Linked DNA regions of Cyprinus carpio: region 1 is linked to region 2. A link is a contact called in public Hi-C data. All regions are on one chromosome and are shown on one strand. Each heading gives the region's core, a stretch centred on a gene start, on an enhancer-like site or on the middle of the called end of the contact. The rest is flanking DNA. Distances are from core to core; before and after follow the strand shown. Region 1 has its middle 30 kb from the start of LOC109047209. Region 2 holds the start of LOC109047203 (BCL-6 corepressor-like).

The links. Hi-C and Micro-C count contacts between places; a contact is called where the count stands out from the background.
Region 1: a contact with region 2 is called in a Hi-C map of skeletal muscle, with 4 times the contacts expected there. The contact joins the enhancer-like site here to the promoter of LOC109047203 in region 2. A contact is called at or near these places in 7 of 8 Hi-C or Micro-C datasets (liver and skeletal muscle).

The regions. Positions count from the first base shown.
Region 1 is chrB22:18,761,786-18,769,266 of ASM1834038v1, reverse strand. No RefSeq gene overlaps it. Among protein-coding and RNA genes, the nearest start is that of LOC109047209, 30 kb to the left of the region's middle. Within about 2 kb of position 4,901, at least 1 of the 8 cell types and tissues checked has an H3K27ac peak or open chromatin away from gene starts, as enhancers often do. A contact at or near this core is called in skeletal muscle, where this site is marked.
Region 2 is chrB22:18,612,687-18,619,423 of ASM1834038v1, reverse strand. It overlaps LOC109047203 (BCL-6 corepressor-like), which reads right to left and starts at 2,069. Exons shown (of 15, transcript XM_042749701.1): 1 at 1,117-2,069.

The sequences.
Region 1 (7,481 bases), core at 3,652-6,151, 150 kb before region 2:
AACGTTCAGTGTACCGTGCAGACAACATTTAACACAAAACTTTCTCTTCACTCCAGCCTGTACGCTGAAACTAACCTGCAAAAATAGTGACCCTGTTTGCATAACAGATATACAGTAGTTTGCATTATGCTGGTAAGACATACTGTACATTAAGTTCAAGTCTTAAAGGTACAGTGACACAAACAGCCTGATTCACATTGAGGAACAAAGAAAGGGCTTGAAATGTCCATGAAAAATAGAAAATTACAACTAAATTACACATGAAACCTTAACATCATTGTAAGCGTTGAAAATGCTCTTTTAAAGATTAACACCTGTTGTGAAGGAAAAACAATGGCAACAATGTTTAAAGTTTTACATGTTACCTCGTTGTTTTTAAGAAAAGATTAACCATTTATAAAACTGGTTTTGAATTTAAGATGGTGTGGGGGTAAATGTGACTGGGGGGCAGTAATTTGAGGTACTTTTTCAGTCTTACTGTACATCTGAGTGTGCAAAGCACCACTGGGTTAAAAGCAAATTTCGAACACTTCCTTTGAGCTGAGCAGGGTTATTGTTTCACAGGCCTGTCTGTGACCTTTAACCTTTGACCTCAGGCAGTGACTGAACTGATCTGATAGTAACGTAACACATTAATGAATACTGATGAAGCTCTGAGGAACAATACAGTAAATGTTTAACACATTCAAAATATCATGAAGCCAGGTTTGGGTGCTATGCTCAGGTTTTGCTGATTGCAACAAATGTCTCAAATTAAAGTAAAATAAATATTATAATGAAACCACATAAATGGCTCTATGGAGTGCAACAGTCTTTCTAGAAGTCATTTAAATAATTTTACTGACATATTACTTTAATATATTTTTAATTGTTTTATACCTATAGTATTAATTACCATTCTTATTTGATATACTTGAGTACTTTTTTATTTATTTTTGCTTTGAATCAGAGATTATTCATTATAAATTATTATAAAATACAAAATGGTCTCTTGAAGAGTTTGATTTGGAGGGTTAGGGTATACCAATTATAATTCGCTAAAAACAAAAGCAATTAAAGTCAGTGGAAAGTCCGCACCATGAAACAAACACAAGACAGAAAACAAGACACTCTGGTTTAGATTCAGTCAGCGTGTGTCGAGGTCTCTGGAGAACAATCAGAGCTGCATCTGTGTAACATCAGACGTGAGACGTGTGTGTGTGTGTGTGTGTGTAAGGTGAGACTTCGAATGTGTGTGATATCTGCAGAGATGAGAGAGGTGGATGTGAGACAGATGCAGTGTGTTTGTGTGGAAGGTGAGCTTGAGGTTTCTTTGAGATGCCTGAGTGTGTGTTGTCAGTAAAAAAGGAGAGACAGAGGACAGGTGTGTGTGTGTGTGTGTGTGTGTGTGTGTGTGTGTGTGTGTGCCGGGGCACAAACAGTGTGACTGACAGGATGTGACATCACAGCTGAAAGAACGTGCGTCAATTCTTGCCTCTGCAATGGTCCTTGTTCACTTACTATAACAGAAAAACAGATTAAGTGAAAGACATTTTTTTAATACTCTAGGCATTATATTTGCATTTTTATGTGTATAATTATAATTTAAAATAATGTACAATTTACTATATTTTACTATAATAATTTACTATATTTACTTTTAATATAAACATTATGGGTATAATATTATTTACAATTTACAATTTCATAATAATTGTAAGATTTTAAATAATGTTATGTTTATAATAATGTAATTATTTATGTTCAATGTTATAATATGTTTAAATAATGTTATTTAATATATATATAGAGAGAGAGACAGTAAATATAATACATATATACACACTATAGGTATAAATTATATGTGCACATTAATAATTATATTGTGTATTGCATTGTACTATATTGTGTATATAGGCTACTAGGCTATATGTTATATTTTATATTCGTAATCATAATATTTCAAATATTTTACAATTTTATATTAATAAAAATGTAGTATTCATATATAAATTAATATAATATTAATATCTAAAATATAATATTTAATATAATACAATATTTATTAATATTATAATTGTACATTTTTATTAGGACAATTATATAGCCTATATATAATATACATTATAAATTATATTTCTATTATAATAGTTGTATATGAATGAAAATATTTTACAATTAAATTTTTTTTTTAGACAATAATATAAAGAAACTCTAGCTGCGGTTTACAGCGAGAGTACTTCAGCGCTGTTCTTTTTTCCTGCTCTGACAGCAGACGCATGTAATGACACAGTGTCGTCGAATCGGATCAAAGGGTCACGTTGACGGAGAGCTCGTGCTCGCTCTGGCAAGAATGTATAATAACAAAATTATACAGCTGTCAGTGCTGTCTATAATACATTGTGGTGTGTTTCTCTGCATCACTCATTTCCCCATAAACACACATCAATCAAGCTCCCGCTCTCTTCCTGATCACACGCTCCGGCTCGGCCTGCTTCCCGAGATAAATAACGCTCCCGGAAAACCGTCAATGAACACGGGCGGAGAGCAGCGCTGCTCTTATTCCCGAATATTCATAATTTATGCCTCTAATGACGTCTGTGTTTTATGTGCTGCAAACTAGAACTCGTCTAGTGCTTTTATCTGCTTTTGCGCGTTTGTTTAGTCGACTTGCTTTATTTATCAGCAGCCCGTCTTTGGGTTCTTTTAGTACGAAATTAAAACAGTGTCGAATTTTTCATCTTTGCCTTTGAGTAATAGACCGCACAACTGTATCTATTATGTATGAAGACCTTTTTCACTACTCTTATTGCTCATATGTAGGCTGAGAGATTTGACTTTGGCCTAGAGAACAAAAACGGCCAAGAAAAATCCCATGGGTTATACCGATTTGAGTCAATAGCAATCTAGAACATTTGAGAATTAAAACCAGCATTTTATTAACTATATAGCAATGTGTAGGCCTACAATAAAATAAAGTGTTAATAATACAGTTATGGTAATATATAATTACTCCCCCGTCTCTTAATGCATTGTGTGGCCTTCTTCAGCATCAGTATCTCTTGTAATACTTATACACTAGTCCCTCAGTTGTCCTCAGTGTTAAAAGATGGATTTCAAAATCATACAGTCAAGGTTAGAAAGGGTTAAAATATGCAAAAGATGCTGGAAACCCAGGAAATGACACATAGAATTAAGATTCAAGGGTATGTAAACTTTTGAATGGGGTGATTTTTATAAATTCAGTTATTATTTTGTCTTGTGGAGTATATGTAAACATCTGTTATGTGAAATAGCTTATTCAGGACAGTACTAAATAAAAATAACATGCAATTTTTATGACCCCTCTTATTTTTGTTTCAATGATTAACATTTTTGCACATTCTGCAAGGGGTGTGTAAACTTATGAGCACAACTGTATATATCAGGTTGGCAGTGTGTCCTCAAAATACTGGATGAGAAGTACAAAAACAAACCAATGCCAATATTCAAAAATGATCTCCCTCACCTCCCCTGAGCCCATTGACTTTTAAAAGGCCTGAGTTTACTGGGGGAATGAATGGGGGAAAGTCACGTAAGAGGAAGCATTGTCTCCATCGCGATATGGTTGGATATGACTGGTTATGGTCGGGTGTTTTTGGTTAATGCGATAAATCCCGCCTCGAGTTTGCGCGCGTTCACAAACCTGTTTGAATGAACAATATAATGCTGTTAATGGGAAGACTAATTTAAAAAAGTAAGTAAACAGCTCACACTCTTAGATATAACCACTTACAACCACGTCAAAATACTTAAAATGGCGTGAAAACATTATCTGTGGGAGTTTTTAGTGAGTAATCTGCTTGGTGAAATTTATAGTAATTATCCACGTCAGTGACCAATATTTACTGATGACTGATGACCCCAAAAAATTATATATATACAGTACATATATACACACTTCCAGTCATTTGATTATATTTTAAAATGTAATTTATTCCTGTAATTTGAAATCTGAAGTTTTAGCATCATTACTCCAGTCACACGATCCTTCAAAAATCATTCTAATATTCAGATTTGCTGCACAAAAAAACATTTAATATTATTATGCTGAAAAGTCTTTTTTTCAGGTTTCTTTGATGAAAAGAAAGTCAGTAAATCAGCATATCAGAATGATTTCTGAAGGATCATGTGACACTGAAGACTGGAGTTATGATGCTGAAAATTCAGCTTTGAAATCACAGGAAATAAGTAAATTTTAAAATACATTCAAATAGAAAGCAGTTATTTTAAATAGTAAAAATATTTGCTGTATTTTGGATCAAAGATAATTCTTTAAAACTTTTGACTGGTAGAGTGTATGTATGTATATATATATATATATATATATATATATATATATATATATATATATATATATATATATATATGCATGTATGTCTTTCTTGTTTTTGGGGTTCATAAAAGAGGAAGTCATTCCAGTGAATTCTATGAACGTCACCAATCATAGTAGCTTGATTCATAATAAATGTGTTTCCGCTGGACTGATTGCGGCTGACGTTCATGATTGCTCATGGCAGACTATGTGCTTGATGTTGTTGTGGTTTATCACAGCGGATGTTAATTCTGTCTATTTTAGTGGTCAACACATCGCTAATAATAAACTGAAGAAGGAACTGAGAGCCAATCAGAGACAGCGAGAGACAGCATGTAATTTTCAGCTGTGGTTGTTTCACACTTTTTTTGGGTCTTTCATCAGATCTGTCAGCAGGAGTTGGGCTGTTGTAAAGCTCTTAGGATTTTTTTTGTGTGTGTGTGCTCCGAGTGGACGAGATCAGTGATGAGGTAAAAACACACATGCTAACTCTCTGCTAACACACTCAAACCCCACCAAACATCACTGTGAATGCTGACAGACTTTCTTGCTGCTGCTTTGTGGTGCCATCTATAAAAAGGCGTGTGTGGTTTTTAGCAAGTTGCTACTGTAACCTACAGTAAGGGGATTTGAGCATGTTACCATCCATCTGCCATATATCTTATATAATTTTATTTTATGGGATTAAAAAACATAACAGTGTAAAGCATTATGGAGCATTCATATATTTTTCTGAACAGAACCTGTGAGAGTTCCGCGGAGATGGATGATGTAACCTGTTGTCACGGTAATGGATTCTCCCTCTGCAGACACTGATGGATCTGTTGCCGTGGCAGCCATTGCCGCCCGCTGACATTCCGGCCTGCCCCCGTCTGACGGTGGGCAGTGCCAAGCACTCTGCCTGCTGTCACAGAGCTGTGTGTGTGTGCGCATGTGTGAGTGTGTGTGTGTGTGTGTGTGTGTGTTTTGTGGTTTGGGCCTTAGGACTTGGTGATAGGTTACAGGTCATGCTGATGTGGTTATGGTGAGATGCAGCGCTTGAGAATGCAGAGAGGCCCTGTAAGCGAGCTGCGCACCAGGGCAGTGGGTTCATCATTTCCCAGCCTCCACACGCTGTTTCTTAACCAGGCCTGGTCCTGCACGATAACTTTCAAGTGTAAAGTGTATTCTACAAAAAGTGACACAGCCACAATTATGTTTTATGTTTAAGAATTTGAAATAGCTGTTTTGTCGGTCGCTAGCCTAGTTAGCACTACACTATCCATATCTTCCTAGAGTATCTAAACAGAGGCACATATCATGTACGCCACTTTCTTACAACAGAAATATTATATTAGTATGTGGAAGAAAAAAAAAAAAATTGTGACTTTGTATTACGTTGTAAACGTAACAATTGCAAGATATAAAGAATTAAGAGATATAAACTTGCAATTCCTTTTAGAAACTTTTAGAATCAGGTGGATTCTGAAAGCTGGAAAAAATTGCTCTGAAAGCTATTCCAATAATATCGTTCCTCTTTGTCGTTAACCTTATAGTTCTAGTATGAACTTCACTCTTATAGAATTACATTTTGAGTTTCTTTTTTTTTTTTAAAGCTTCGTCATTAAAGTTACCGTCTGGTGTGAACGGGCCTTTGGAGTTGCTGTATCACATCTGCTCTGACTGAAAATTTCGCTTTGTCACTGCAAATCGATGCAAATTTGTCCATATTTTTTATATTTCAAAGTACTGGTAATGCATACTAGAAATCCAATGGATGTAAAGACAAAAAATGATTGTAAACACACACACCAGCCGCTAGCATTCAGCGCTGTAATCAACAGCACATGTGGCTCCTTCCTCAGGAAACCAAATCATGAAGCCTGAAACATAAAATAGACAAAAAGAAAGCACTGAAAAAAGCAACATTGTGCATTTTATTCCAATCAACCACTCTGTCTTTCAGACTTTCTGTCTGTGCAGTGTGTGTTTGGATGTAATAATCACTGCACTCATGCTCTATTTAATTCCCACACTCTGTGTGTGTGTTTACATGTATTCAGATGGGATTCTGTGCTGGAATGCACACAACTGTCCCTCTCGTTCTGTCTGGTGCTGCTCTCTAGTTGACATTTAAAGGCTAACAGCAGGCACTGAGACTCTAAATCCCTATTGAACAGTTGGTCTGTCAGTCAAATTTGGCCAGCTAATGGAACTGATCTCCTTATGTCATACACAAATACAGACTGCACTTGTACTTATTCCTCTTCAGAGTATACTGTATGCTTCACTCTTTAAAATAAAGGTTCTTTATTGGCATTGATAGTTCCAAGAAGAACATTTAACATCAATTTAATCTTTCCATTCCAGAAAGGAATGATACGTGGGGAATGCGTAACACTGTTTTTACCAAGTAAATATGATGTTCAGGGGGCCCACAACCCATAGTGGCGCCCCTGACTCTATCCCACAATGCAATGTGCTTAACTTCCAGTGTGACCAAAAGTAAAGCCATTCGTGATCTATGACTATGCATATTTAGATTCAAAAATTTATTTTTATTTTCAAAAGATAATTGTTCACCACTTGGTGGAATAAATGAGTAATGTTGTACTACAGTTTCAAATCATAGAACAATGTACATTTTTCACATAATATTTAAAACTATGTTTCAATAGTAGTTTTAATACTGCACACTAAGCAGTAAGCTAGCAATCCATTTTAAAAAATTGAAATAGCATACTACTTTTTATGGCAGAAATAGTAATGTAGTATGCTTTTAAAAATTCAGCATTGCATTGTGGGATAGTGTTACATGCAGCATGCTACAACCAAGCTGCATATTTAGTATGTCAACTGCTTGTTCAATAAATCCCTACACTGTACACTGCAAAAATAGTACAAGTAGTATGCTAGTAAGGGGGAAGTCATGGCCTAATGGTTAGAGAGTTTGACTCCTAACCCTAAGTTTGTGGGTTCAAGTCTCAGCCCAGCAATACCACGACTAAACCCCCAACTGCTCCCCGGGCGCCGCAACATAAATGGCTGCCCACTGCTCCAGGTGTGTGTTCATGGTGTGTGTGTGTGTTCACTGCTGTGGGTTAAATGCAGAGCATGAATTCTGAGTATGGGTCACCATACTTGGCTGTATGTCACGTCACTTTCATCA
Region 2 (6,737 bases), core at 820-3,319:
AGGACAAAGAGGTTTCTCAAACTTCAAAGCTCTATGAGAGATTACACACAAAACTGTCAGTGTCTTCACTTAGTAGGAACCGACCAAGTCATTTCCTCCCGTCCCGGACACAACCCGACAGCGAATAACTTTGAGCGCAAGAAGGTCGCGAAGTGTCTAGTCGCGTTTATTAACAAAAGGAGGACTTACAGAAGCACAAAGCGGTCATACTGAGCACTATCTCGCGTCAATGTATAGCACAGGCTCCACAAGAAACATTTCATTCATTTTATATGAATTCATAAGCTACTTCTGTCCATAACGTTTCCTTTCAGTCCTCTCGCAAAGCTCACTGAAAAAAGAAATGGAGGGTGACCTCCAAACGTGTATATATAGCTACTTGTTTGGAGGTCACATCCAATTCTTGCTTTCTATGAGCTTTGTAAAGGACCGAAAAGGATCATTTATTGCAATTTTCATAAGGTTAGCAACCGTCATATAAAAGGGCGAGGCTCGTGAAATCAATAGCGTGCGCGGTGTATCCCGATCGGAAAAAAGGTCCACGCGCCACCGCGAGCGCGCGCTGCCGTCTTATTACTCAACACGAAAAAAAAAATGAACACACGTGAATTTCACAGAAACCAACAGTTCCACAAATCTACGATTTGATTTCGCTATGAATAGACTGTGATGCACAGTAAAAAGGTCAGCAACTAAAAAGGAAAGTCCCGTAACATGGGAAATGGTTCGTTAGCTCGTGAAGACAGTCCTCGGACTGACAGGAAAATTAGATTATATAGATTTATAAAATGAAAAGCAATGTCTGATGTTCATATACAAACACAAACCACCGGCAAGAAATGTCAACAACATCGCCGCGAGCGCGTCAGCCCAGAGACAAAATGTTGAAAACTTATCAGCAAACACAAGTTTTACACCATACATCTCAAAACAGGAGTCTATATGCGAAGGTTAGTGGTTTAAAATAGTTTTAGGTATCAAAACCCCTCTTTAGCTTTGCCAGAGGTCCGCACGAAACTGATCGGACGCATTTGCCTAGACTGGACAATGTAACGGAACAAACACATGCAGATAAGACATGGAAAACAACAATAATAAAGCTAAGAACGTTCTTACCTGAATGTAGTGATGCTTGTTGTTCATCGAGTCGCCAGAAAGTGTGGGTTTCCTCTTAAAATGCAAGTTTTCACTCTTTTAGTTTTTAAGATATGCAAAGATTCCCGTTAAAACAAAGAGGATCAGATGCTCCTATTGAAAGCTGCATTACTATGTAGCCTGTATAACTCAGGTCAATCTACTAAACCTAGATTTCTCTTTGTTTTCAAAGGAAGTCCTTCAGAAGTTCAAAGTATCTCCGGACTTGCCGAATATCCACTCCTGGAAAAACTGTGAACACGAATAGGAGCTCCATATACATCCATGCAAAAGCAGTCGAACGTAATTCCTTTGATTCAGAAGAGGAGGACGGCTTCGACACGAATCGCGTGAATGCACAGGTGGCGAAAAATCCCCGGGGCTCTGGTTGAACTGAACTCAGTCTGCTATATGACGCCTCGCAGCGCCATGTTGGGCTCTGGCGAGACAACGAGCGATCGAGAGCCACGCCGCGAGAACGGCAGCAGTGTGTTTGCTCGTGTGTGCACGGGCCGGTCCTCACACGCACATTTACGGACCACTGGCCAACAAAACCGCCACACGAACTCCGCTCTCTCTCTCTCTCTCTTTAATCTGACGGACCGATCGCGGAAAATTTTCCGTCTCTTTGTCCCGGTTCCGATACGCGATATCGCTGGCGCGCTGAGTGCTTTGCGCGACTGCTGCTTGTGTGTGCGTGTCTTTCCGTAAGCGCGTGCAGCGGGGAATGAAAGCTGAGCGCAAGACGCCTGTCTCTCCCTCGCTCGCTCTCTCTCTCTCTCTATCTCTCTCTCTCTTACCCAGAAGGCCAGTCGGGGGAACAACCGCAATTACCATAAACCCAGTAGGCTGCGCTCCCTCTGTACGACTCGATGCGCCCGTGTAGAATACAGCGAGAGGGGGGTGTTTCGCACAGCGCATGGGCTCCGTAAACAAAATTAATCGGCAGTGCCGCTGAGAGGCTTCTGGAAAACCACAAAACGGTATTTTTGGCTTATATTATAAAGAGAGAAGGAGGTGGTTGGTGGATTTATAGGGTGTTTTAAACATTATAGATGGCTTATATAGCCTAGATATAAATGTGACTTTTTTTTAAGCAGAAAAATTTGTATTTTAAATTTTCAATATAAGATTGATCAAGCATTAAAATCATATCAAACAGAACGCTTAAAACCCTCATTCAGACACACATTAAGACGAAGGCCTAAATAAAATAGATGCAGTTCTTTACTTTTATTGTATAGCAGGTATCATTTTGGTTGTACTTTTGTTGTCAAAAAGTCAAAATAAAGATAATTAATTAGTTGTTGGAATGTGATCAGAAATGCACTTTCAAAAAGTAATGTGATCAAGTTGAAATGTGATCAGAAATGCACTTTCAAAAAAAAATAAATGACAGACTTCACTGGAGCCTAGAAATATGAAGCTGAAACCAAAGCTTTATTTAAAATTTTAGGCTAAAAGGACACATTAATGGTGCTAATGTCATGGGTAAACTTTTTAAAAATGTTTAATGAAAGTTTTCATTAAAATGAAAGAAACGTTCTTAGTGCAACATCGTTTAAAGCTGATGAAATTCTCAGGATGTTTTAAGTGCTAAGAACACTTTTGTAAACCTGGGAACAAAATTACTGGAACTATTCATCCTATTCATCAACTACCTACTGAAATGATTAGCTTAATAATCAAAGCTCCAAGCAAGTTCCCACAACCTAAATTTAACGTTTGAAATGCATTCCATTTTTAGAGCATTTAGAACGTTTCAGAACATTAAGATGTTAGCTAGGATGACGTATGTTTATAATTAAATAAGAACTAATTTAAATAGAATATTTGTAAATATGGCTGATGTTTGTGGCCGCTTTGCACGAGAGGCTGTTTTTGTCGCGCCTAGAAGAGGAGCAGGATAATCGCGCGAGCTGCGTGTGTAACAGGATTGCTCGGGGCTTTGACGGAGGATGTATTGGCCACCGCCTGACGGGCAAACCCTTCCCCCACACGCAAGCCTTATCCCCGGGGGAGGCGACCTGGAGGTCACAGCGCTGGGGAACGCGCTTAAAGAGCTCGGGAACGTGCTCAGAGTCCTATTTTCACAGGCGAACGATTAGTGTTTGAACAAAATTCGGAATGGAGATATAGTGTAATGAAGAAGTCCAGTATAAACTGTAAAAACAGACTTTAATTTATGTATAACATTATAACATAATTCAACATGAACATATTCATCAATTCTGTTTCTAGAGAGATGACATGATCCAGAGATGTTTTAAAGTCTAATGCCATTTAAAATCTTTTTAAGTTTTATGGTTTTGTCTAATATTTTGGTCAAACTACAAGTTGGTGTTTTTGTCAAATAACGTAATAAAGGTCCAGTATACTGTGACATGTGTTGGATGGCCATTTGGATTCTTACTTTAGAAAATCTAAAAAATAAAACAAATACGTGAATAAGTTCTTCACAGTCTTATTGATTTGGGCCTCTCAAGTAATTTATCTAGGCTGAATATTGCAATATGAAATCCTTCCCAAGCATCTAACTAGAATTAACCAGTAGCAAATGAGACCCAAATTCAATCAAAACAGACACTATTTGAAGACTATAAAACGTACAATTCTGAAGAGATAATAAAAGAAAACGATAATGTTATCTACTGATAAGAAAGAGACAAAGCGTCTTTGTGAGCAACGCTCCAATATGTGAGAATGTATGGGAGTATGAACGTATTGAGTTGATGTTTTCAGAGACTGTGTTGGACATACATATTTAAACAACGGGCACTCCCGAATCTCCTAAAATGAATCCTGAAATAAACAGGCCGTTGGGTCTAATTTAACACGGCGAGGGCCTTATAGGATATTAGAATTCTTCAGCTGACACAAACGCTCCCCATTCATTAAAATCTAAATAAATAAGAGGCGAGTGTGGTGGGCTTTTGTATTGTTGTTTAATCTGATCTCCTCAAGGCCGCCCCTACCTTCCCCCATGCAGCCTTCATTTATACATGCATGGGGTCTCTCTCTCAAACCCCCGTCCCACCCTCTTCAGCTCTCCATTGTGTTCAGTGCCCGAGGCGCTGCGCTTCGCGTTTTCTCGCGGAATAAAGAGACAGAGGAAGGGGAAGAGACGAGTGAGTGGCCGTCAGCGCCGGTGTTAATGTCTTCTCATCGAGAGGTTGTCACTTGCAGGCGTGATCTGTCATTCAAACCGGTCAGACCAACAGAGAACGGGCCGAGTCACCGTCTGCACTTGTGAAAACGGTAGAATTGCTCCAGAAATACTTAATATATGCATCTATCTTTTTTTTTTTTTTTTTTTTTTATTTTTTTTTTTTTTTTTTTTTTTTTTTTTTTTTTTTTCTATCTATCTATCTATCTATCTATCTATCTATCTATCTAATGTATCGTTTTATTTACGTGGTATTTAGATTTATTTATTTATTGACATGGTAAATAAAATAAAATATTAAAAATATAAAATATTTTAAAAATAAAATATTTTAAAAATAAAGATAAAAAGCTCTACGTTGCTTTAAGTTATTAAAAATACATTAAAAAACAATTTAAAAATACAAAATGCAAAAATTAGCTACTGGAAAAAAAACTCTCATTAATGCCACAATTGTTGAAAACAGAAGTGTTGCCATATAATAAATGAATAATTAAATTGGTAGGCCTACTTATTTTAATAATAATCATATATATTTTTTAAATGTATGAAAATTAAATATATATATATATATATTATTATATATATATATATATATATATATATATATATATATATAAATGTATGAAAATTAAATATATATATATATATATGCAAAAACACAATTAATTACAAAAAGACACAAAATTATAAAATAAATAAATAAATAAAGTTTTTATTGGTATTGATACAATGTTTTATTACTATAACTTAAATAAATAAGCAAACAAACAAATAAACAAATAAATAAAATTGCACTTATTTTAATAATAATAATAAAACAAGTCACAATGTTGTATTATTGTAACTTTCAAATAAACAATAAGATATTCAAGAATTGGCTTATTTTAATTAATATATATAGGCACCCATTTTATTGTTTTTTTTTAATATCATATATTTATTAAAAGGTACATCTTCATATAGAATAACCCTGAAACAATATTTAAAATATTTATGATTCATAAATTAATTATTTATCTAATAATATCTTACACTTCTCTAATAATAATAATAATAATCATTCCTAATATTTATATAGCACTTTTCTGTGCACTCAAAGCGCTTCACATAGAAGAGGGGAATCTCCTCCACCACCACCAGTGGTTATTACTGTATATACTGTATATTATAACTGTAATTAATAATTTACATGCTCATGGATGACACGGAACTCCAGGCAGACTTCTGCAGCGTTGCCCTATCAGGGTCATTGAGTCGGCAGTGTCCCGTTGGGTGGGCCGATGGCTGGGTCAGTCTAATTGTCTGCTATTGAATTACCTAATGGAATGTGAAAATCAGAGGAGGCGTGTCACGGGGTCGCGCTCAGCGCGCTCCAGTCCCGCTGCTCAGGGCGAGAACGGACCTCAAACACTGTGCGGGACAAAATCTCCTCCGCGGGCAAGAGACGGAAACAGTGCTTTTGAAACGATCATGTTAAATGGATTAGGTTGTGGGTGATATTTCTGATATTTGTTATTGACTGAAAGACCAAAGCAAATGATGTGTGTTGCCCATGAGTGTTTTGAACGTATATTAAAAGGATAATTGGAGTGTAACAAGCTCTCTTCTTTTGCTATCATAGTTATAAAAATTATAACTTTAATCGAAAGAGCATGCAGAAAATGTGCACTCTGAAAGTGAAAGTGTTGAAAATGTTACAAAGTGTGTCACCAGACCTAAAATATACCCTATGCCAATTTCAATGTTTTTGATGTGTGTTTATGTGTGTGCGTGTGTGTATGTATATATATATATATATATATATATATATATATATATATATATATATATATATATATATATATATATATATATATATAATGTGGATCAACTCTCTATTGCCTATTTTTGAAAACACACCATGATTTTGTCTTATGCAGCAGTAGGCTGCTAGCTTATACTATATATCAGTATTATATATAATTTAATTACCAAACATATTCTCAACGTCTGAGTCATCATCAATCTGATCATCAGCCTACAGCTCACCAAGATATGTATATTCTTTATATAAATAACTATCATGCATGCAGCCTCTTTACTTCTATTTCAACTCAGACTTTATTTTCAATATACTACTCGTTGACTTATTGACTTGTTTTGAAATATCATGAGTCACATAAGGCTTCTCGGCCGAACATGTGGCGATGATCTGCGTTAGGAGACACGTGAAACTAATGTCACAGGCGCAGGGAGATGATCGCTGGCTCGCGGAGATAAACACGGGCGATACGAGCAGTTAGTGACGGAACAAGAGCTCCTCCAAGTGGACAACGGTGATATTACAAGAAAATCAGCACGCTTGGAGAGGACCATCAACGATACGAGGCAAGATCATGGTCCTCAGATTGTATTCAAATTGCTAATAAAAACAAGAAATGTATGCATATAAATA